Regions from separate parts of the Mus musculus genome. Here region 1 is linked to region 2. Evidence: chromatin contacts called from public promoter capture Hi-C data. All regions are on one chromosome and are shown on one strand. The core of a region is the stretch at or near the end of the contact, and the rest is flanking DNA. Distances in the headings are between cores, read along the strand shown.

What was found. Capture Hi-C pulls out chosen DNA fragments and counts their contacts.
Region 1: a contact with region 2 is called in a promoter capture Hi-C map of liver. The contact joins the promoter of Plau here to the promoter of Ndst2 in region 2. A contact is called at or near these places in 12 of 39 promoter capture datasets (cranial neural crest, embryonic stem cells, frontonasal cranial neural crest and 6 more), 3 of 484 Hi-C or Micro-C datasets (female germline stem cells and spermatogonial stem cells), 5 of 115 datasets of contacts at active chromatin or transcription factors (bone marrow-derived macrophages, effector CD8 T cells, embryonic stem cells and 2 more) and 4 of 9 other capture datasets (adipose tissue, liver, macrophages and 1 more).

What each region holds. Positions count from the first base shown.
Region 1 is chr14:20,835,121-20,839,913 of GRCm38.p6, reverse strand. Plau (plasminogen activator, urokinase) reads right to left here and starts at 3,252. Exons shown (of 11, transcript NM_008873.3): 1 at 3,180-3,252; 2 at 2,779-2,865; 3 at 2,274-2,304; 4 at 2,029-2,136; 5 at 1,227-1,401; 6 at 727-818; 7 at 360-582; 8 at 1-139. The coding sequence starts at 2,835.
Region 2 is chr14:20,731,576-20,736,150 of GRCm38.p6, reverse strand. It overlaps Ndst2 (N-deacetylase/N-sulfotransferase (heparan glucosaminyl) 2), which reads left to right and starts at 1,589. Exons shown (of 15, transcript NM_010811.2): 1 at 1,589-1,936; 2 at 2,507-2,601. Camk2g (calcium/calmodulin-dependent protein kinase II gamma) reads left to right here. Exons shown (of 21, transcript NM_001360186.1): 21 at 1-1,278.

The sequences.
Region 1 (4,793 bases), core at 2,003-4,502, 100 kb before region 2:
ATGGTAGGCCAGGCTGTCTTCCCTGTAGTATTCGTGCAAGATGAGCTGCTCCACCTCAAACTTCATCTCTCCAGGATTATAGGAGCTCTCCTTCGACTGACCCAGGTAGACAACGTAGTTTTCCTTCTTTGGGAGTTGACTGTGAGAAATGAAACATGTCAGCCTGGTCTCACAAAGTCCGGTCACTCTCTCCACTCCACCCCAGAGGCCTCAAAGTATTACTTGTACCCAAGACCACAAGCTGCATGGTTAGAGGGTTAGCAGGAGAATGACATTGTAACCGTCCATAGGGAAGGAGGAAGGACAGTCTTGGGGTTGGGTGGAAGAGTCAGAGAGAAGGGACAAAGGGATGGACGTACATGAAGCAGTGTGCGGCACTGGCCACCCAGCAAGGACTGATGAGACTCCCACCACATTTAAAGGAGGGAGGACTTCCTCCCTTGTTCTTCTGGTAGATGGCTGCGAACCAGGGCTGGTTCTCCACCTCAGTGAATTCTCCCCCAACAATCTTAAAGCGGGGCCTTAGAGCCTTCTGGCCACACTGGAAGCCTTGTTGGTCTACAGACGAAGAAGGCTTTTTGCCTAGAAAAGAAAGAGACACATGTTTGGGGGAGACAGCAATGATGAAGAAGTCTCTGAGGCACACCTCACTTCTCATCCCTCCTGCAGTGACAATAGAGTTTGTCTCTTCCCACCCCGTTGTCATAAGCAGTCAGCGACACTCACTAAGAGAGCAGTCATGCACCATGCATTCTTGGACAAACTGCCTTAGGCCAATCTGCACATAGCACCAGGGTCGCTTCTGGTTGTCAGGGTTCCTGGTAACACAAAGAGATAGGGAATGTCATGCCAAGCCCGAATGTCTTCTCTGTATTCTCCCTTCCAACAAAGGCTCAGCCAGAGACCTGGATTCTTGTGCCAGGATTCCCATCCCAGGTATACCATGGTGATAACAAAGGTTTCTAAGAGGCCACGATGGGGGAAGGGATGTTGTTGTTTTTAATGTGTATAAGTGTTTTCCTATATTCATGACAGTGCATGCCTGCCCAGTGAGGCCAGAAGAGGGTATCGGATCCTCTAGAACAGGTGTTAAAGACTGTCACGAGCTGCCCTGTAGATGCTGGGAATCAAACTAGGTGCTCTGGAAAGGCAGTCTGTGCTCTTAACTGCTGAGCCACCTCCCTATCCCCCTTGGGAAGGATTCTTGGTACTCAGTCACCACCTACCTGCAGTAATTGTGTTTCCCCAGGCCTAGGCTAATAGCATCAGGTCTGTGGGCATTGTAGGGTTTCTGAAGGACAGCAGGCGCATTCCAGGCCAGGCAGGGCCGACCTTTGGTATCAGTGTTGGCCTTTCCTCGGTAAGAGTCACCATTTCCATGATAGCAGGTTTTTGATGCATCTAGAAATGATTTGAGGAGTGCAGAGTATTAGAAAAGGGAGGCGGTTTGGACAGGCATTTCAGAGGTGACACGGTTTCAGACCTGTCAGGTGATATGAGGGAGATTCACCCTTTTTTTTCACACTTGTATAGCCACTACTTCATGAGTGTGTGTGTGTGTGTGTGTGTGTGTGTGTGTGTGTGTGTGTGACTCCCAACTTCTGCTGCCTGTTTTGTTTGTTTGTTTGCTTATTTTATGTGTATGAGTGTTTTTCCTCCATGTATATCTGTACACCATGTATGTCACTTGGGCTGGAAGAGGTCAGAAGAGGGCATCAGATTCTCTGGGACTGGGGGTACAGATGGCTGTAACCCACCTCTATGGGTGCTGAAACTCAAACTATAGGATGTCTAGAAGAGCAGCCAGTGTTCTTAATCACTAAGCTGTCTCTCTAGCTGCGCCTCGCCCGCCTTTTGAGACAAGGACTTACTATGGAGGCCAGGCTTCAGTCTCCTCCTAAGTGCTGGGGTAACAGACCCACACCTCCAAGGCCAGCTTCTGCCTGCTTCTGCATCCCACCCATCTGTCCCTGTTCTAAGATCTCTGGTCCTCCCCCACTCCCACATTCCAAGTCCAAATCCCCATACCTATCTCACAGTGCTCCCCCTGGAATTTCCTTGGGCAGCTGCATCGGCGAATTCTGGAGAAGTACTTGTAGGACACGCATACACCTCCGTTCTGACAGCCACAGTTTGCTAGCAAATGCAAAGGAGGGGTAAGCAAGGATCAAGTGGGGAGCCAGCCTTTCAGCAGGGACAGGGAGGGTATGTCTCCTAAGGTTTTTCAAGGGTCTCTGTGCAGCCAACTATTGTGCAAGGAAGCAGATACTCACATTCATCAGGAGCTCCAAGTACACTGCCACCCTGCAAGAGATGAAGGTGACATGCTCTAGGGAATTCATGTTCAGGATAAACAGGTCCCCACCTCAAAATCCCTTCCAGTGATATTCATTCACTCATAATATTCTCTCTCTCTCTCTCTCTCTCTCTCTCTCTCTCTCTCTCTCTCTCTCTTTCTCCCACCCCACCCCTGTCTGTCTCTCCCCTTTCTGTTTATTACTAGCCAGCACCCAGACATGGACTGACTCAAGCAAACTTCACACAAACCAGGTGCCCTTGGGCTAAGGCACTCCCCGTGGCTTCTTCCTCCCTTGCCAGATAGTGCAAACCTCTTTGGGTGCACAAGCCCTCCGCTGATACATTGTCCTATTTCCTGGGAAAGCCTGGACCTGCCTTTGATGCCTAAGTTCCCCGTGCAGCCCCCATTTTTCCCCTGATGCTGCTTAAGGGATCCTGCAAGCCCCTTCCTGATGGTGCTAAAGCAGCGAGACCACTCACTTCAGAGTTTTTCACCACCAAGGCGCAGAGGAACAGGCTCGCCAGCCAGACTTTCATGGTAGTGCCGCTGGGCTCTAGACAGCAGTTCTGCAAAGGAAGGAGAAGTCAGGACAAGAAGCGGAGCAGCTTGAAGGTGGCAGAGTTACTACAGACCAAGGGAAGCCACTCCAGGTGTCCTGCGGGGCAAGCCATCAGTGACCAACCTCCCCAAGCCGGGCAGTCTCTCCCCTCTGCGGGCTCTGAATCCGCACAACACCATGGAACCTCTCTGTAGAGGGGCGCGAAGGGCTGGAGTGGTGACCTTGCCCACAGTTCCGCCAGCCAAGGTAGTGGGAAGGGAGGCATGCGGGAGCCCTGGCTGCCTCATCCCGCTAGGCTTGCTTCAGACCAACAGCACTCACCGGTGACTGCAGCGGAAGGGCGCTGGCAGACACGCAAGGACTGGATGGATGACAGACAGAGCTCTGGGGCTACAGGCTCTGCTCGGCGCTGCTCGCCCTTTATTAGGGCCCGCCAGAGCCCTGGCCCCGCCCAGGTTTGCTGGAGGGCGGCTCTCTCTCTCTCTCTCTCTCTCTCTCTCTCTCTCTCTCTCTCTCTCTCTCTCTCTCTCTCTCTCTCTCTCTCCTTTTCCTTTTCCTGCATCCCACCGCAACTGGACCGCGCTTGCTTCCCAACTTTGACGAAGTCACGGAATTTCCAGCTGAGCAAACTTAACGCAGTCTGTCTGGATCGAGCGATGATCCGGCGGCTTGAACATTCTTCCTTTCTTTCATTCACCTAGTGCGGCCCCAGTGTAGCGTGGTGAGGGCGCTCCAGCCATTGGCTCGCTGATCTCAAGCCTCTTCCTTAGTGGTTTAATCAGTTCTTCTCCAACCTGTCCCCCTACCTGCCTACGACACTGATTCAGATGTCTGATAGAGGGGTATAAGTCGCAGTTCCTTTACAACAAAAAATACCTACTAACAAAGGCTCCCACATGTCAAATGCTGAGTTCTCCAAATGCCACTAATGCAAGCAGTGAATCAGAAGACAAGAGTGAAGTTTGTCGTCAGGGAGTGTAATACTGTCATCAGAAGGTGAAAGGCAAGGTCAGATTTTATTCAGATTTGCTGTTTGGTTTAAGGTCAATCTTTGAAAGACAATTTTAAAATTTATGGCAAGGGCCAGACTTAATGGTGCACGTCTTTTATCTAAACACTAGGGAGGAAGAGGCAGGTGGATCTCTGCGAGTTCAAGCCCAGACTAATTTACATAGTGAAATCCTCAAAAATAATTATGATTTTTAAAAAAGCAGTAATGGTTACTATGTTAGGATTGTGGGAGCAAAGTCTTGGCACAGCAGCTGCTATGGAAGTGTCAATGGGTCTTTTGAAAAATGCCTATAATGAACAATCCATTTATTTGTCTGGAAAAGAATACAACCAATACAGAGGATCATAGATCAGGACTGAGTGCATACCTCACTGGTATTGTGGTTGCACACAGACACAAATAAGCAATCAAGGGGGGGTGTCTTTTTTTTAAAGATTTATTTATTTTATGTATGCGAGTGCACAGTCCTCTCTTCAGACACACCAGAAAAGAGTACCAGATCCCATTGTAGGTGGTCATGAGCCACCATGTGGCTGCTGGGAATTGAACTCAGGACCTCTGGAAGAGCAGTCAGTGATGTGAACAGTAACATGAACAGTACATTGTAACAGGATAGAAAAAAAAAGCAAGGAATACTCAAACCTCGTTAGTGTGGGCTATCAACATGCAACAACAGTGGGGGTGTCTGCTCTTCCCTTGTAGTAGAGAGGCTGTGGGTCTGAAGGAAAAGATAAAAGGAATGTTTATTTTTCACTGAATACTATTTCACACTGTTTTAAAAACTTTAAACACGTCCTCGTATCAGCCATTCTAAAAAAATAATTACACATTTTATTTTTGGGTGTGAGCCTAGCCATCTCTTCTGTTGCCAATTCCACACTGTAAATGCACTTGTGTTCAGCATTTTACATCATCACGTTAAG
Region 2 (4,575 bases), core at 340-2,839:
GCCAATGAGAAACCTCGAGTTCGTCTGACATGCACTTAACTCATCCATTTCTAGAGGATGCACAATGCACGTGGGCCTGAGACTGAGGCCCGATTTCTGCTGGTGGAAAGGGGGAGGGATTGCTACTTTGTTTCCTGTTGGTTTTCCTGACATAACAAGGAGAGATCCAGAAGTCGTTGGCCAGGGCTCCTTTTGCCACTTTTGGCAGTTGTTTGTGTGCTGATCTGGACCATCTTTGTCTTGTATTTTCATGGTGGTGGTCCCCATGCTGACCCTCATCTAGGCCTGGGCCCTCTGCCAAGTGCCCCTGTGGGATGGGAGGAGTGAGGCAGTGGGTAAGAGTTGGTGGTTGTTTCTATGCATTCTGGCTGCCCTCTGGGCTGCCTCCCTTCTTCCCATGCTGCACGCCCAACTCTTTCCCTGGGTTTGAGATCGAACTGACTGCTTGGGTGAGAAGTGTCCTCTTTAAAGAGGCTCTTTATTGACCAACCGAAGTATAGACTTTTCTGCTGGACAATCTGCATGGGCATCACCCCCTCGCCTGCATGTACCCACAAAGGGGTCCAGAGCCAAGGCTCCTGCATTCATTGTCCCTCTCTGTGCTCAAGGAGGTCCATTCCAGGAAGAAAAGGTCTGTACCTTAGGCAGATAACAGAGAAGATAATGGAAGAGGCAATTGGTCATAGTCTTGGTTCCCTCCCACCAAACAACTGCACATTATCTGCATTGGGGGGGGGGGTAGATTTCAGCTCCTTGGGTGACCTTCAGGAGGCACAGGAGCTGGGAAAAGAGAACTACAGAGTATGGAGCCAGCTGAGAAGAGAACAAACGCATGGGTGCTGGTGCTTGAATTTAGCCAGGCTCCTCAAGCACTTGTGCATGCCTCAGACCCTGGACCCTAGACCCTTCCTGCCCTGCAGCCTGCAGTGCCAGCCAACAGATACCTTCATCACAGGGTTTGGTTTTGCTGGCTTGAAGACAACAAATGGTCTTAGAGCTCTTTGAGACCCATAGCTTCATGTGGCTGCTCCAGCCCCACTTCTTAGCGTTCTTACTCCACTTCTGGGGCTAATGTCAGCATCTATAGACTATTAATAGACTATTTAAAAAACAAACCACCTTTTAAACAGGAAATGGAAGGCATTTGATGCAGAACTTTTGCATGATGACATAGAAATAATTTAAAATAGTGTTTGTTCTGAATGTTGGTAGTCCCTTCATAGCTTTGTTACAATGAAACCTTGAAGATATTTAATAAAATAACCTTTAAACAGTCCATTGTGTTATTGCTGTTGGAGGCTCGTAGCCGTGGGCTTAGATTTTAGCAGCCTGCGTGACAAGGCTTCACTAGGAGACGAACATCTTTTTGCCCATTCCCTTGGGGAGCAAGGAAGAAAACTTCTCATAAACTCAGCCTGGGCTGCTGTATTGGGGGGTGGCAGGGAGGAAGTAGCCTCTTAGGCGGTGGGCCGAGTCTTCGCCCCGCCCCAGGCGGAGGTGGCCCCGCCCTTGGTACGCGGGCTCCCTCCTCCGCGGGTCTGAGTGGACAGGCCTGGGCCCTGGGCCCGCCCCGACGCTCCGCAGACTGTGCCACCCGGCGTGGAGGACGGGGTCCACCCTGGTGGGCTGAGCGCGAGGCCGGAGGGCTGGGAGGCTGCGGCTGGGCTGAGCACTGCGGAGGGCCGTCGGCTTATCCCAGGTCCCGGTCACGCAGCGGCCACGCTCGGGGAGCGCGCGGACCTGAGCGGGCACCACGAGCCGCAGCGCGCCGCCTCCCCCTGGTGGGAGCGGTACTTGAGCCCGACTGCGGCGGAGCGTTCGCTCGGAGATGGCGGAGCCGCCGCGACGCGGCCCGAGGCCCCGCGAGCAGGGAAGCCGGGCAGCCCCGGGACGCGGCAGGGCCCGGGGACAGCGGGGACGCCGCCCACTCCACCGGGTGAGCCATCTTTGAGAGCAGTCTCCCGTCCACGGTCGCCCTCGGTTTTCGCGATCAGACTTCCTGCGAGTGTCGCCACCGAAACCACCCGCAGGGTCGTCCTGGGCGACCACCCATCTGGCCCTGTGCACCCTGCCCCGAGTCCCAGCCGCTGGCCTCCCCTCAGTTGCCTTATTCTGGCCACTCCGCCCAGGGCACACGGGGTTCTTAAACCCAGTGCCTGTCTGGATGCCAACTCTCGGCCGCACCCCTGCCCCTTTCCCTCCAGCTCCCCCACCTGTGGGCTCCCCATTTCCCGTAGTTCCCGCAGGAGGGTCCTTCTATCCTCAAGGTCAGGTCCTTCCTCCCACAGCGTGGCCCCTGTTGTTTATTCCAGTGGTGGGCCCACACCTCCAGCCCACCCTGACCCTGTATTTGCTGCCCACTTTGGCAGACGACCCTTAGGTTTCTCCTTCCTCAGAAACTTTCCACTGCCACACACATGTTCTTCCTCCAACTTAGTCATCCCACTGCTCCCCCACCAAAAGTTCTCACATGATCCCCTCTCTAAATCTCACTGGCTTCCTCTAGGTATGAAGCTAAAATACAGTGGTTACAACACAGGAGGTTGACAGGCCTGACCTTTGAATCCCAGTTCATCCACAAACGGAGCTTTGTAATCTCGGGTAAGTTACTAAACTTCTCTGGGCCAGAAATTATGCGTGTGTAAAATGGAACTACTACTAGTTATATGTGTTTTCATAACTGTTAGAGCTGACATTAAATACAGGTGCTTCTTGCATTTACTGATAAACTTTTAAGATATCCTAAACTACTGACCACAAGAGCTTATCAGTTTGTGCCCTCTGCTCAGTGACGCCAGTTGCTTCACCTTCTGTTTGTGTGGCTGAGCAAGTACTTGCAGTGTGTCTCAAATGAAAAGTATTGTTGGGGCTGGAGAGGTAGCTTAGTGGTTCCAAACTTCCAAAGGCCCTGAGTTCAGTCCTCAGCACCCACATGGTGGCCTACAATCTGATGCTGTCTTCTGGTGTGCAGATGTACATGTAGACAAAGTACCTATATCCATAAAGTACATAAGTAAAAATAAACAAGAGAGAGAGAGAGCCGGGCGTGGTGGCACACACCTTTAATCCTAGCACTCGGGAGGCAGAGGCAGGTGGATTTCTGAGTTCGAGGCAGCCTGGTCTACAGAGTGAGTTCCAGGACAGCCAGGGCTACACAGAGAAACCCTGTCTCAAAAAACCAAAAGAAGAAGAGGAAGAGGAGGAGGGGGAGGGGAAGAAAGAAAGAAATAAAGAAAAGAAGAGAAGAGAAGAGAAGAACAACAACTACTACTACTACTACTACGGTGTCTGCAAATCCACTCCCTTAGGAAAGGATTAAAACTCTAGGACCTGAGGTTGGAACTCCTGGGAGAGCACGTGCCTAGCCTGTGCAAGACCACATATCCCATCACTGGCACTGAAAACCAAAACCCACAACCATTTGAAGTCTCCTTTAAGTGTTTACCATTTGCACATTGGTTTTGTCGTTGGTTGGTAGTGGTGGTTTGGTTTGGTTTGGTTTTTTTTTAAGAAAGTGCTCCTCCATGTAGCCCTGGCTGTCCTAGAACTCGCCCTATAGACCAGACTGGCCTCAAACTCAGAGATCGTCCTGCCTCTGCCTTCTAAGGGCTTATATTAAAGACGTGCGCCATCACCTCCCAGCTTCATTTGCAGATTGTAATAAGTCAGAATCAGGTCTGTCTGTATATGCAAAGCTCTAGAAGGACACCCAACAAGTAAAGTAGTAAGCGCTCAGTATATACTGTTATTAAACCAGTGTTACATGTGAAGTATAGCTTGCTTTCCTTGAATTCTCACTACTGTTATCCCTGTTATAATTTAGCTGTTCCTGCCAGGCAGTGGTGGTGCATGCCTTTGATCCTGCACTCAGGAGATGGAGGCAGGCAGAATCGGAGGCTAGCCTGGTCTATATGGTAGCCAGGGCTACACAAAGAAACCCCTTTCTATAAAAACAAACGAAAGAATTCAGTTCTTCCCGTGATCTACACCTCTTCCTCCTACTTCCACTCTCTACCCTGTCTTCCCATCCCCCCTCCCCTGCATTTAGAGCGTCATACACTATACGCATGGGTTTTGCCCCATCACAGCTTTTCTTTTAATTTATTTGTATTTCATGTGTATTATGTTTTGCCTGCATGTATGTCTGTGTCAGATGCCCTGGAACCAGAGTTATAGACAACTATGATCTACCATGTGGGTGCTGGGAATTGAACCCGTCCTCTGGAAGAGCAGCCAGTGCTCTTAACCACTGGGCCGTCTCCAGCCCCCATCAGCTTTTCTTCTCTGTCCCAGCTCTCTTAATTAGTTTTACCAAGATCAGAGTGAACCCTATATAAACAGTCATAAATCATCTCTCTGGATTCTGAAGGACCTTGTTTCTGCCTAAGGGCCACTGAGGTGCGTGTACTAGAGTGGGAGGTAGAGTAGGATTGCCAGCTACTAACCTTTCTGAGATTGGCTAAAATAAAAAGGGACTGTAAACTTGCAGCAGTCTTTTTTAAGAAAAAGAAACTGTCAGGTTAGATCTCCTTAGAGCTGTTTTCTGGTCACCTGACCCTCAAGTCACTTTCTGTC